Regions from separate parts of the Sus scrofa genome. Here all the other regions are linked to region 4. Evidence: chromatin contacts called from public HiChIP or PLAC-seq data. All regions are on one chromosome and are shown on one strand. Each heading gives the region's core, a stretch centred on a gene start, on an enhancer-like site or on the middle of the called end of the contact. The rest is flanking DNA. Distances are from core to core; before and after follow the strand shown.

The links. HiChIP or PLAC-seq counts read pairs in DNA pulled down with a chosen protein or histone mark.
Region 1: a contact with region 4 is called in an H3K27ac HiChIP or PLAC-seq map of alveolar macrophages. The contact joins two enhancer-like sites. A contact is called at or near these places in 1 of 47 Hi-C or Micro-C datasets (skeletal muscle) and 1 of 2 datasets of contacts at active chromatin or transcription factors (alveolar macrophages).
Region 2: an H3K27ac HiChIP or PLAC-seq map of alveolar macrophages shows a contact between it and region 4. The contact joins two enhancer-like sites. A contact is called at or near these places in 5 of 47 Hi-C or Micro-C datasets (alveolar macrophages, blood, embryonic fibroblasts and 2 more) and 1 of 2 datasets of contacts at active chromatin or transcription factors (alveolar macrophages).
Region 3: an H3K27ac HiChIP or PLAC-seq map of alveolar macrophages shows a contact between it and region 4. The contact joins the promoter of PTPN12 here to the enhancer-like site in region 4. A contact is called at or near these places in 2 of 5 promoter capture datasets (fetal skeletal muscle and liver), 5 of 47 Hi-C or Micro-C datasets (alveolar macrophages, brain, fetal heart ventricle and 2 more) and 2 of 2 datasets of contacts at active chromatin or transcription factors (alveolar macrophages and skeletal muscle).

Annotation. Positions count from the first base shown.
Region 1 is chr9:102,606,259-102,609,451 of Sscrofa11.1, forward strand. It overlaps LOC102167907 (a long non-coding RNA gene), which reads left to right. Exons shown (of 3, transcript XR_001299008.2): 3 at 1,846-2,052. Among named protein-coding and RNA genes, the nearest start is that of PTPN12, 44 kb to the left of the region's middle. Within about 2 kb of position 1,398, at least 1 of the 83 cell types and tissues checked has an H3K27ac peak or open chromatin away from gene starts, as enhancers often do. A contact at or near this core is called in alveolar macrophages, where this site is marked.
Region 2 is chr9:102,526,132-102,529,539 of Sscrofa11.1, forward strand. PTPN12 (tyrosine-protein phosphatase non-receptor type 12) reads right to left here. Exons shown (of 16, transcript XM_021102557.1): 2 at 723-831. The region is part of intron 3 of LOC102167692 (a long non-coding RNA gene); the gene reads left to right. Among named protein-coding and RNA genes, the nearest start is that of PTPN12, 36 kb to the right of the region's middle. Within about 2 kb of position 1,485, at least 5 of the 83 cell types and tissues checked have an H3K27ac peak or open chromatin away from gene starts, as enhancers often do. A contact at or near this core is called in alveolar macrophages, where this site is marked.
Region 3 is chr9:102,562,486-102,565,817 of Sscrofa11.1, forward strand. PTPN12 (tyrosine-protein phosphatase non-receptor type 12) reads right to left here and starts at 1,484. Exons shown (of 16, transcript XM_021102557.1): 1 at 1,055-1,484. The coding sequence starts at 1,153. LOC102167907 (a long non-coding RNA gene) reads left to right here and starts at 1,691. Exons shown (of 3, transcript XR_001299008.2): 1 at 1,691-2,053; 2 at 2,775-2,830.
Region 4 is chr9:102,752,970-102,756,198 of Sscrofa11.1, forward strand. GSAP (gamma-secretase-activating protein) reads left to right here. Exons shown (of 32, transcript XM_021102559.1): 20 at 755-808. Among named protein-coding and RNA genes, the nearest start is that of GSAP, 60 kb to the left of the region's middle. Within about 2 kb of position 1,737, at least 51 of the 83 cell types and tissues checked have an H3K27ac peak or open chromatin away from gene starts, as enhancers often do. A contact at or near this core is called in alveolar macrophages, brain, liver and 1 more, where this site is marked.

The DNA.
Region 1 (3,193 bases), core at 148-2,647, 150 kb before region 4:
CACAGCAATGAGGGATCTGAGCTGCATTTGTGACCTATGCCACAGCTTGAGGCAACTCCAAATCCTTAACCCACTAAGCGAGGCCAGGGATTGAACCTGCATCCTCATGGACATTAGTCGGGTTCTTAACCAGCTGAGCCACAAAGGGAACTCCTATTTAGATTTTCTTTTTTCTTTTTCTTTGTTTTTTTTTTTTTTTTTTTTTTTTTTTTTTTGCTTTTTAGGGCCACATCTGCGCGTATGGAAGTTCTCACTCTAGGGGTCAGTCAGAGCTGCAGCTGCCGGCCCATGCCACAGCCACAGCAACTCAGGATCTGAAACACGTCTATGAACTCACAGTGCAATGCCGGATACTTAACCCACTGAGTGAGGCCAAGGATGAACCTGCATCCTCACGGATACTAGTCAGATTCTTTTCTGCTGCACCACAGCAAGAACTCCCTAAATTGTCAACTAATGAAATAACTAAATACATTCTTTTTTTTTTTTTTTTTTCTTTTTTTGTCTTTTTGCCATTTCTTAGGCTGCTCTTGCTGCATATGGAGTTCCCAGGCTATGGGTCAAATCGGAGCTGTAGCCACCGGCCTACGCAAGAGCCATAGCAATGCGGGATCCAGGCCGTGTCTGCAACCTATACCACAGCTCACGGCAACGCCGGATCCTTAACCCTCTGAGCAACGCCAAGGATTGAACCCGAAACCTCATAATGTCTAGTTGGATTCGTTAACCACTGAGCCATGACAGGAACTCCTAAATACATTCATTTTAAAATAATTTAAACAATGTAAAATACGTAAAGAGTGAACATTTCCCTTAACTTCCCTCCAATTCTGTTTCAATTTTTCAAGTAACTTTTCAATCTGTTTTCAAAGGTACATTTATAAATGTTTATACATATATATGCACGTGTATCTGTATATGTATATACATGCACACATGTGTATATATTTACACAACTTGTGTGTGTAAATATATGAAACTCATAGGTTTAAAATTTTTTTAGGAGTTCCTGTCGTGGCTCAGTGGGAATGGATCAGAAGGGAATTATCTAGGTATTCCATTTTTGCTCTCTTCTTTTTATTCCTCTATTAAAATATATTTTGTTACTTTTTTTTTTATTTCTTTAGGGCTGCACCCTCAGCATATGGAGGTTCCCAGGCCAGGGGTTGAATTGGAGCTGTAGCTGCTGGCCTACACTACAGTCACACCAACTCCACATCCAAGCTGAGTCTGCGACCTACACCTCAGCTCACAGCAACGCTGTATCCTTAACCCACTGAGCGAGGCCAGGGATTGAATCTGCATCCTCAGGTTTGCTAGTCAGATTCATTTCCACTGAGTCATGATGGGAACTACCATATTTAGTTACTTTTTAAATAAAGCAATAGAGAAGTCAGGCAAAGAACAAGAGGAAGTTATAAGATGCAGCTAAGGGGCACATATATCACTGAACCTTACACAGTCACCAAGAATGGGCTACAATTTTGTCTTTAGACCTTCTAGCAACCAATATGAAGGGAATACCCTGTTAAGATACAGCATATTTAGGTGATGAAAACAAGCCACTTGCTTAGGAAAAGTATAACTAGTCCTCTTGATAAAACCAGAAGAAACTATTTCCTTACGAAAGAGTGGTCCTCACAGAAGATTCTACTTTGTAATGGACATGCAATTCATACTCTAACTATAATTGAATTAGAATTTCTAAGACTGTTTTATAGCATCCTTAAATATAGGCTGATGCCAGCCACCAAAGTGAAAATCAGTAAAAGCAATACCGACACTAGAGTGGCAGTAGCAATACAATCCTGACATCCAGTTCTTTGCTGACCTTTCTGATTTTAGAATCTTTGCAGGCATAGCAAATGCAGATATGTATGGACTTGACCACCTGGAGAGCCCCTGCCTCAAGAAAAGGAAGCAGCTGCCACTTCTCAGCTCCAGCAGATGTTGCCACATGGGGACACTAAGCACAGTGTTGCCACCTTCCATATTTGAAATCTCAACAATTTTTCAATGTTGGCTCAATTTCTTTCTTTCTTTTTTTTTTTTTTTTTTTTTTGTAGTGCTTGCACCCATAGCACATGAAAGTTCCTGGGCCAGGGATTGAATCCGAACCACAGCTGCAACCTTTGCCATAGCTGTGGCAACACCAGATACTTTAATGCACTGCATCACAGCGGGAACTCCTGTTGGCTCACTTTTTAAAAAATACACTGTGAACCAAACAAAATATTTCTTGGGTTAAATCAGTCTTTGTGACTGCTTGTCTAGAGGACTGGACTGATTTCATATCCTTTAGATAGTCTCCCGGTAAACATGCTTCTCTTAGCATATACATTAGTTTTAGTTGTTTTCTAGGTCGGAGGTATGATTGACTTCCTTTTGCAAGAATAGAGTTGCTTTAATGACATGGGTTCCTGAATAGAAAGCCAAAAAGGAAGAGAAGGTAATTCATCCCTTCTCAATTTTCATGAAATGATCAAATGGTCAGCAGAATATTAATTTTAGAGCTGGCTTTCTTCCATGGTACACTTGGAACCAACCCAGAAGAGGCCTAACTTATTGCACAGAGGCCAAAAATGATCTGGTGGCAGTAACCAGAAGACACTTCCTCCTCCTTTTTGTTCCTACATTTGTACTTTCCAACACTGACATTAGTCCTTGGTGTTCTCCTACTTATCTACAGCGAACTCAGAGTTCACAGACATTGGTGACTAGAAGAAGGTTTGACCCCTAATATTATTAGAACCAAAGAGTGCTATTGAAATGTCTGCATATGGGTGCATGAGTGTCCCAGTTCCTACGTAGTGGCTTCCACAGCTAAGTCCTTCTGATGCATGTATACAGCTAAGGCTATGTCAAGGAGATTAATGTGGTTGTCTTATTAGGGTCTTCTGAAGCACATGTCAAAAATGTACATAGCCCGTGGAGTGACAAATTTCATATTTTAAGATGACCTGAAATATCTGGGTAATCAAAGTCAAAAAGAGTATAAAACTTCAGAAACCACACCCGTAAATACATCTGACTCCTTTCTTTTTGGATTATAAATTCAGGGAACACTTCTTTAAATTTAAGTGTAAAATCATATGGCTTATAGATCTAAAGGAAGTTTTCAGGGTATTTGGAGTACATGGCATTGTTATAAGAGTACACCTGTGCCTAGTTGGAGCTGTTTGACATATTTGGA
Region 2 (3,408 bases), core at 235-2,734, 230 kb before region 4:
ATAGGAACTCCATAAGCCACAGGGAGACCCAAAAAAGAGAAAAAAATAAACCAAAAAACCCAAACAAATACAATGGGAACACTTAAATATGTATGCTTTTAAAGGCACTTTAAAGGCATTTTACTGGAAAACTATACTATTTAAGAATTTATTATTATTATTATTATTATTATTATTATTATTATTAGAATATAATGCTATCAGTCTTATGCATCACTTCAGAGATACATTTTTAGACCACTAAGAACAGTAGACACACAGGCATGAATCATGGCTCATTTTTAATACATAATTAATCAATTAAGGTTCTTACTGTGAACACACAATAGATAAGAGTTAATATTTTTAGCATTTCATAAAATTCATTCAATTATACTTATTGAATCATCGGTCTATATTATTTCATTTTAACAAAATAACTTCTTTGAACAGAGAGTCCACAAAAGGTATTTTTACTTGGATTTTGAAGTATTTAAAAATAAGTACCAGAGTAACTATGATACTTAAATAATAATAATGATAAGGCAAGTACAACAACAAAAACTACTGCCAGTAGGAAAGGCAAGCACGATCACAAATTATTTTTTTATAGTGTACCTTGAAAGAGAGGTTAATTACTACCTTCCTAACAACCAAATTCATTTGGAAAATAAAGGTAGTTTAGGCTACGAAACTGTTAATTAGCATTTCCATTTGTTCCGTTAGTGGCATTTCAAACTTACATGGCAGTATGTCCTTATATCTGTTTTTTTTAACGTTTTCTTCTTTTTCTCCAGTGGCTGTGGGATATATCTTTTCTGTTCTATATTTAGTTGACAATCTTCTTAATCGCTTACAATCGAAAAAAAAAGAAAAAAAAAAGAAAATTCAAGTTTAGAAAAATACTATTACTTCAAAATTTTAATGAAAATTTATTTATTTATTTATTTATTTTTTAATGAAAATTTAAATGATAGACAGCTCTTCACTGAATTTTACTAACCCCAATTCCTCACAGCCCATTCTCCTCACAACTCATTTTCCTGTTTTTCTACATTGACAATATCTTCCTACCCCTCAATATTAACCCTAATAATTTCTTTTTCAGTACAAGTATAAATATAAGATTAACATTCCAAGTAGTAGTAAAAGAAATGGGACCCCAGAATAAAAGTAATTTGATTTAAAGAAGTCATTAATAAGCTGAGTCAGAATATTTAACTTAGGGTCCCAAAACTCAAATTTAAAAATCATGCCTAAAAGATTATGTACACATTTCTTTATTCCTTCTCTCAATAAACCTTAAACACCCATGATGTGCCAGTCTCCTTCCAAGGCATAAGCTAATAATTACTTATAAGACACTGCAAAATAAAGTTCTTTCATATTGAATTGGATTTACCCAACAAAGACCAATTCTGCTTATTCACTGCATTACAGAAGTGGTTTGTGAGTTAGTGACAAATTCTTACCACATATGGCAGTAGGGATGTTCTTAGGGCTGGAATATTTCTGCATGTCAGTAATACACTTCCTGCTTTCAGAAGCACTGAAAGTCAGCATTGTGAATTGTTTAAATTCACTACTCAACTACACTGCTGAAATTTAATTTCAAAGGAGCCTGCTTTCATCTAGGCTTAAAGACATATTGAAGGCATATTCAACAAATTATTAAATATAAATGAAAAAGCAGTTTGGTAACATTTAACTTTTTCACCATGGTTTTATTCTTGCTCATTCTGATGCTGATAATTAACAACTAAAAATATTATGTCTCTATTTTTTAAAAAATCACAGATTTTATTTAACTTATGTAACTTTAATTCAAGATTCTTATTCTCATTATGACATACTTTAACATACTGCACTTGAAATAATCTTACTATTCTATTACCTATAGAATAGTAAGCATGTTGTTTTTCTCTGAAAAACTACTGAACTTTATCATCACAATCTCAGAGACCTAAATCAGCAATATATACTCCTGCACTGGCACAATGTCAAAGCAAAATTCACATTTATGATGCTATTTCCTGTGGTAATAAAAATTCTCAAAGTATGTAACTGTATTGGGGGGAAAATTATATCTGAAAAATAACTGGGAGTTGCCGTTGTGGCTCAGAGGTTAACGAATCCGACTAGGAACCATGAGGTTGTGGGTTCGATCCCTGGCCTTGCTCAGTGGGTTAAGGATACGGCATTGACATGAGCTGTGGGGTAGATCAAAGACGCGGCTCGGGTCCCAGGTTGCTGTGGCTGTGGTGTAGGTCGGTGGCTACAGCTTGATTAGACCCCTAGCTTGGGAACCTCCATATGCCGAGGGAGCGGCCCAAGAAATGGCAAGAAGACAAAAAAAAAAAAAAAAAAAAAAAAAAAAAAGGAAATTGGCTGTTGGTGAGGGTGTGGGAAAACCAGAACATTAATGCAATGCTGGTAGAACATGAGCACAACTCCTAAGGAGGGTAATTTGGCAATTATAAATACACATAACCCCTCATCCCAGGCTGCACTTCTACAAATACATTCTTTAGGTAAATGGCTCACACTCATAAAATGATATAAACAGAGTTATTTATCATGGAATTGTTTATAACAGCAAAAGACTGCAAACAATTATTATTGTTTTGGAAAAGACTATAGTAAAGGATTGGCTAAAATGATTTGTTTCATTTTATACAAATATGATACAGTTGAAAGAAATGAGGAAGGCTCTTGATATACAGTGATATGAAAAGATCTCGGTAAGTACACGTGTAAAAAAGCAGAAAACAATAGTGTATATAATACACTACTGTTGGTATCAAAAAGAAAAAGTTCCCGTCGTGGCGCAGTGGTTAACGAATCCGACTAGGAACCATGAGGTTGCGGGTTCGGTCCCTGCCCTTGCTCAGTGGGTTAACGATCCGGCATTGCCGTGAGCTGTCGGGTAGGTTGCAGACGCGGCTCGGATCCTGCGTTGCTGTGGCTCTGGCGTAGGCCGGTGGCTACAGCTCCGATTCGACCCCTAGCCTGGGAACCTCCATATGCCGTGGGAGCGGCCCAAAGAAATAGCAAAAAGACCAAAAAAAAAAAAAAAAAAAGAAAAAATGTGTTTGTACTTAGAAATTTTCATATCGCTAAGAGCCACTAATCTATGATGTAGTATAAATAAAACAACGGTGATCCATTAAACATAAACTGTTTTGTACATTTAAAAAAATTGACATCATAAAAATTCTACCCAAATGTAGAATTAAAAAGACATCCTCAAATAGGAACTGACTTTCTAACAAAAAAGGTCAGCTTTATAGTCTGCTGCTTGAATTAAAATTCTTGATCTGACACTCTCTTGCTTTATGATACTGAACATATTTAAACGGTGGCTCACTCTCTGAGACATGAGCATAATACCTAGTCTCAGCAAAGAGCCTGGCACAAAAAAATGGGCTC
Region 3 (3,332 bases), core at 234-2,733, 190 kb before region 4:
GTCCAGCAGAAAAATAAAGGGGGGGGGGTAATGGAGGAAGTCGACTTCTGGTCCCACGCCTTCGGTTCTGACCCCATCACAGTGATGACCCAAGAGCAATTTCACGCACAAGACTTTTAACCTCGTCTCCAGCCCGCCAGCACAAGCAGAGGGCGGAAGCGGTGGGAAGGGGGGTTAGGATGGGGGTAGGCCTCGGAGGTTATCTCCCAGTTCAGGGCTTCGGCCCTTACCGTCGCCTCCGCCCCACCAGGACTATTGTTCCCAAGTTCCCCACCCCCACCCCGGATAGGAAGTGATAGTCACATCCCCTCCGCCTTCAGCAATATCCCCTAGGGAGTCTGAAGTAGGCTTCAGGATAACCACCCCCGCCTCTACACATACACTTTACCCCCTCGACCTCAAGTCACGCTGACCCCAACACCATCTCAAACCAGGGTCTCAAGCGACGAGACGGGTAAAAAGAAATTGAGTAAACCAAGAGATTTCTTTCGAGCAATCCTTTCCCATGCGTTGGAGATAATAATTGCCAGTCCAGAAACGGCAAAAGTCCTACCTTGCCCACTTCTGAGCCCAGCTTGAGCAAAGGGACCCCGTGAGTTAATTGCAATCTTAATAGCCACGTTCTGCCGTCAGCCAAGATCGCTCTCCTCCCTGCCTCGACCCTCCCAGCAGGGGCGGTCTGGACGGGGAGGTGAGGAAAGACTAGCCCCCCGGCCTGCACCTCATTCGCCTCGGGCTCCCGGCCCGAGAAACAATAGGTGGTCGCGGGCGGCGGTGCTGAGTGCGGGCTCGGCCGGCCGCCTCTCCCTTCGCGTCCCAGACGCCGGCGGAAAGGGACGCGATCGCGGGAAGAGAGGAAAGGAGGCCGAGGGGCGGAGGCGACCTCACCTCCCGCTGGCCTCCGAGACCACCCGGCCTTTGGAGCTGGTGCGCGCCGCCTCCGCCCCTCTCCTTACAGCCGCACACAAAGCACTGGCGGCCCGGGCCGGCTGGGCAAGGCGGCAGTGGGCTCCGGTGCCGGCGAAAGGAGGCGACAGCGAGGGGAGGGACTCACCATGAAGTCCCGGGCGAAGTTGTCCTCCCCATTGTGATCCGGACTCTTCATGGCCTGGACCCTCTGGATGAATTTCCTCAGGATCTCCACTTGCTCCATCCTCCCGCGTCCCCCCGGCTGCGGTCGCCGGCCCCCCCGCCGCCCGCCCGCCCGGCGCAGAGCCCGCTCAGTCTTCCCCAGCTCGCTCCCCCAGCCCGTCCCCTCCCTCCCGACCCCCGCCGCTCCCTACTCCTCCTCTTTGCCCGAGGCAGCGGCAGCGGCAGCGGCAGCGGCGGCCGGCTCCTGATCCTACAACTTGCAGGAGCAGCCGCCGCTCTCCCACAGTACGAGGCGAGCCGCTGCGGCTAGCGCCAACCCCAACCCCCTGCGTGCCCCATCCTCCTTCCCCGCCCTCCTCCAGCTCCGTCGGAGACGCCGCCACCGCCTTAGGAACACGGCTCTCCGATCGCCCTGCCCCCCCCACCCCTTCCCGGTTCCTCCTTCCCTCCCTCCCCACAAGCAGCAGCAGCCGCAGCCGCCTCTCCCCACGGGCGCGCCCCCGCCGCCACCCAGACGCGCGGCCCCGTGCCGCGGCTCCGCCCCTGGCGCGACGCCGCGCCTAGCCGCCCCCGCAGTCCACGCCCCGGAGCCCGCCCCGCGGGCTCTGGCCGGGCTAGGAGTGGCTGGAAGAAGCTTCGGCAGTCGGCTGGGAGACTTGACTCCACTTCCGGGGCGTGGTCCCACCCCGGCAGCTAGTAGGTCTGAGGAGCGCTAGAATGAGGGTGTTAGGCTAAATGGCAAGCCCTAGTCAGTTGGAGTAGGACTTGAGTTGGAAATTACGGTCTCACTGCTTACTAGTGCGAAAAGCACATTTCTAGAGTGCTTCGCCGTCGCCGCCAGCCTTGAGTTGGGACTACAAGTCCGGGTTCTCAGGAGTCCAGGAATGGGGGCGGGAGAGGGCGTTGTGGGAAGAGTGGCATGCTGGGAACTGTAGTAGCGTTGACTCCACGTTCGCTGCAGGTACGTCTTCATCTTAAGGTTGACTGCAGTTAGACGTTGGCACTTTGGGTAATGACCAAGGCCAAGAGAAGCGAAATGCTTCTTCAGTGACAGGACTTAACCCTTTTGCAGTTGTGTTTAAACCCTGCCGAGTGAGCGCCTGAAGTGCGGGGTGCGTCCTAATACATACCACGCATGTGATAGGCACTCAGTGTTTGCTGAATTGAAAGGATTTTTTCTTGCCTTTATATTCGCAGCACCTCGGAACTGAATAATAGGCTTTTCTTCGTAGAATGCATCGTCGTGAATTTTCTAGTAATCCGAGATTATCCACCCTAAAGAAAGTGAATTTCCCAAGGTCTGCCCGCATACTCTTAGCAGAGCCCAAACTAGAACTCAAATCCTTTTTCCTTCCCTACAACACCATATTGCCTCTGACTCTAAGGAGCATTAAGCTTGTGATAATGTGACAGAAGTGAAGTATTTGATTCATGGACTTCCTTTGGTCACTTAGGCCCACAAACAATGTTTTTTACAGGTCGATTGGTCAGGCAATCTGGATAAAAATAGAACATATCAGTGGTAGGTCCCTTTTTCCAGATGAATGTTTAGAAGCATCGTGGAATTTAATGATACTCCTTGACGAAAACAAGTATGAGTAACAAGATCCAACTTCTTATTTGTTTTAAAGAAGAATATTTCTCTCTGAAAGAATACAACTGATATCCACTTTTCTTCTTAGAAATAACCACTTCCAGATGTGTCCTTCCAAATGTCTTCCTATGCATTTATATACAGGTATGTGCATATAAAACGATACAGTTTTGTCCTGTATTATAAAAATTAACTTAGAGAAATAGTTTGATTTCTAAGGCAAGCTTTATTTGAAACTAGGGGCCTGGAATATTTTACTTTGTTCAGATTACTGAGACTGGATTTGAGATAAGTTTCACTGGATATGAGATAAGATCAAGAGCTGGGTTTGATCTGCTACCAATATAGCACACCATAGGGTACCCTATTCCTCCAGAACTAGGAGAGAAATTAGCCTCTAGGCAAAGAATTGGGCAGATGATCAAGATTACCTCTACTTTGATTTGTCAAAAAGAATGCACCAATTAGGTGATGATTGTTAAAGGCTAAATGCTGGACAAGCTATAAAACAGCCTAGTGACAGTCAGGTGGGAAGTGTTATTTGTTGGAATTATTGAGTCCTATTTTGGCTAGTGTTTTTGAGTCTTTTTTTTTTTTTTTTTTTTTTTTTTGTCTTTTTGCTAATTTCTTTGGGCCGCTCCCGCGG
Region 4 (3,229 bases), core at 487-2,986:
TATTTCTGAAATCATGGTGGAAGATGAGGTGTAAAACAATTTTCTACCAAAGTCAAAAAAGCCATTAGGGACCAACTATAATACATTTAAGTGAAAGAGAAGATGGAGGAAGGAGTTAAAAAAAAAAAAGGAGTTCGTGGCTTGGTGGTTAACGAAACCGACTAGGAACCATGAGGTTGCAGGTTTGATCCCTGGCCTTGCTCAGTGGGTTAACGATCTGGCGTTGCTGTGAGCTGTGGTTTAGGTTGCAGACGCGGCTCGGATCCCTCATTGCTGTGGCTCTGGTGTCAGCTGGTGACTACAGCTCCGATTAGACCCCTAGCCTGGGAACTCCATATGCCACGAGAGCGGCCCAATAAATGGCAAAAAGCCAAAAAAAAAAAAAAAAAAAAAGGAAAGTTTACACCCTATTATTATATTTCATGGTGCAAATATAATTTGCTTCCTTTGTTCTTAAATGAAAATGTGTAAATAATACATTATTTGCTCTATATTTCATAATAATAGTCTTATCCTTGCCTTTAGTGACACTGTCAACTATTATAATCTTAACTTTCAGAATATTTCCCTTCCCAAGGCAAGAGATAGGCTGTGTTCATCGTTATTTATAAACCCCAAGGTTTATTTAAAGTAGAGGTTAGCAAACTGGAAGCTGCCCTCAGCTTCTGTCTGTGCAGAAAACACTTCCTGAAGGCTCGGGCTGGTGGTAGTTGATACATTTAGCAGTGATGTGTCTGTTTTTCCCCCACCCTAGGAAATTCCTGGAATAACCCTTGTGACAGAAGAGATCCCATTGCCTCTTATGAAGGTAAGTTTATAGCAAGGGACAAAAAGCACAGACCTGAGTGGCTTCCTTGCTGACCTCTGCGGTCACCTGCCCCGAGTGCTGCGGTGGTTCCAGAGGGATTGTACAGTGTCAGAAGAGGATGGAGTGAGGGTAGGGCTCGTTGTCTAGGAAATCCTTCCCTGGTAGTGGTCACTAAGGATGATGTCAGGGCAATTCTTAGGAATGCTCTTTGAAGAGGGAGGTTTTAGAAGCCAGAGAACTATAAGGCTTGATTTGAAGCATCTAGAAGTCATACGTTCCACTGTGCCTCAAACAAGTCTACCCTGGAGGAGTTCTTGTAAATTTTCTTTAGAGGACCTGGGAGCTGTTTTTTTTGTTTTTTTGTTTTTTTAACTTCACGTGTGTTGTTACCCCCAACACACACACACACAATCCCAAAATCATTAAGTAACCTGGCCTGGGATTACCTAACTTCCTTCTGCTTCTGAGAACAGCTCTTCTTTCTCAAGAGTGACCTGTCAGGGCTGTCTCTGGTCTCGTTGGCACCTCTTTCCTGCCTGTGCGGTGGCGGCGGCGGCGGCAGCATTCACTCGTCATTCGTTTGTTCGTGGCTCTCTGCAGTCTGGTGGTTTCAGAGTTTCTGAGCACAATAGGGAGGGCTGGGTGGAGTGGCTGAGTAGAAAAGAATGTGTATGTAGTTAAAAACTGCGGAGTATTTTAGCACAGTTTCCTTGAAGCTCCTTTGTTGTTCTTGGCATTGCTTCCTGTTAATTATAGCTTAGTGTGTGCTGGGAAATCTCAGCTTTTGGCAGCAGGCAGCTCGGGGTGCTGCTGCCTTTTACTATTTACATGTGATTCTTCTGATCCAGGAAGGCCAGGCCAGGCCTGGGCAGCTGAGGGAAAGCTGTGGGCGTTTGAGGTCATGGTGATGCCCTGGGAGTTCTGGGGTTTGGTCCTAAGAAGGGTCCTTGAGGGGGAGATGGACAAATGATGTTTCTAGGCAGCACTGTTAGACACCTGGGAAGGTCTGCAAAAGCAGGGAGAAGTAGGGAAGAGAAATGTTCGATTAATAGCTTGAAAGATTCTTACTAAGGGCCTCCATCCTTTCATTTCATTGTTTCTGCTTTTACCACTAGTCCAACAAACCCATAATGTGTTTAATGGACACACAATAAATCAGTAAAAGAAATTTTAAAAAGAAAGCAATGTCACCCCAAATTCTGAAGTTCCTAACACATTGTCTGTTTGCCCCATTTCGTCTTGGTCTGTGTTATAAGTATGTGTATTTTACCCAGTAGAGATATTTACCAAAGATTATGAATTATAATACATCATACATATTTTCATGTCGGTACATAAACTTCATAATTTTCATAATTATGATTTCTAATGACTCCATAGGATTCCATTGTGTCGCCCTGTCTTACATTTTTTTCTGTTTTGAGATATTTATTTTGTTTTTAGCCCTCACTAAAATTTTTTTTGCTGTTAAAAGTAATGTTGCAATGAATATTTTTATGTAGTTTGTGTGTGTGTGTGTGTGTGTGTGTGTGTGTGATTTATTCCCCAAGGTTAAATGCCCAGGAGTGTTATTGGGTGAAAAGGTATGACAATTTTTATAGCCTTTGATTCTTATTGCCAAATTGATATTCCAAAGGCGTTGTAATAATTTACACTGTTACAAGGGATTTGTGAGTGTATGTTTTACTCTAACCTTACCGTCATCATTGTTATTTTTTTTTAGGGAGGCACCTGCAGCATCTGAAAGTTCCCAGGCTAGGAGTCGAGGCAGCCACAGCACCAGATCTGAGCCGTGTCTGCGACCTACACCGCAGCTTGCAGCAATGCCACTGGATCCTTAACCCATTAGTAGGGCCAGGGATCAAACCTGTATCCTCATGGATACTAGTCAGGTGCATTATCGCTGAACCGCTTTTTCCCATTGGCTTATTCTAAGAATACAATCTGCCTCTGCTTAGGAAGCAAATAGCTTATTTTTGCATTCTCCGATTTTTTATTTTTGTCTTTTCTATTTGTGTGTGTATGTAAAATGATATGTTTTTATGTAGTCCATGTTTTTTTCTTCTTTGATATTTACTTTGCTTTCTCCTCACTTTTTTCTCTTCTTCCCTAATTATCTTTATTTAGCACTGGCTCTGCAGAGAGTTTTTACCATTAACTGTTCCCAAACATGCTTGGGAGCTCTGCAGCACCTCCACATGTATTTACATGCTGGTGGGGAGAGTTACCTAGGACAAGTTTGAGCTGTAGACATTTTCTTATCCTCTCCCTGCAGACACGATTCATCAGGGAAGGCAGAGGAATGCTGCTGAGATTTGCCTTGGGCTCCGGAGAAGGTGGAACTGGGTCTGGTGTAGCCAGCACCCTCCATTCCCCATACCCCATCACTAATCAGTACCTTCAGTTCAGAGGATACCTGGC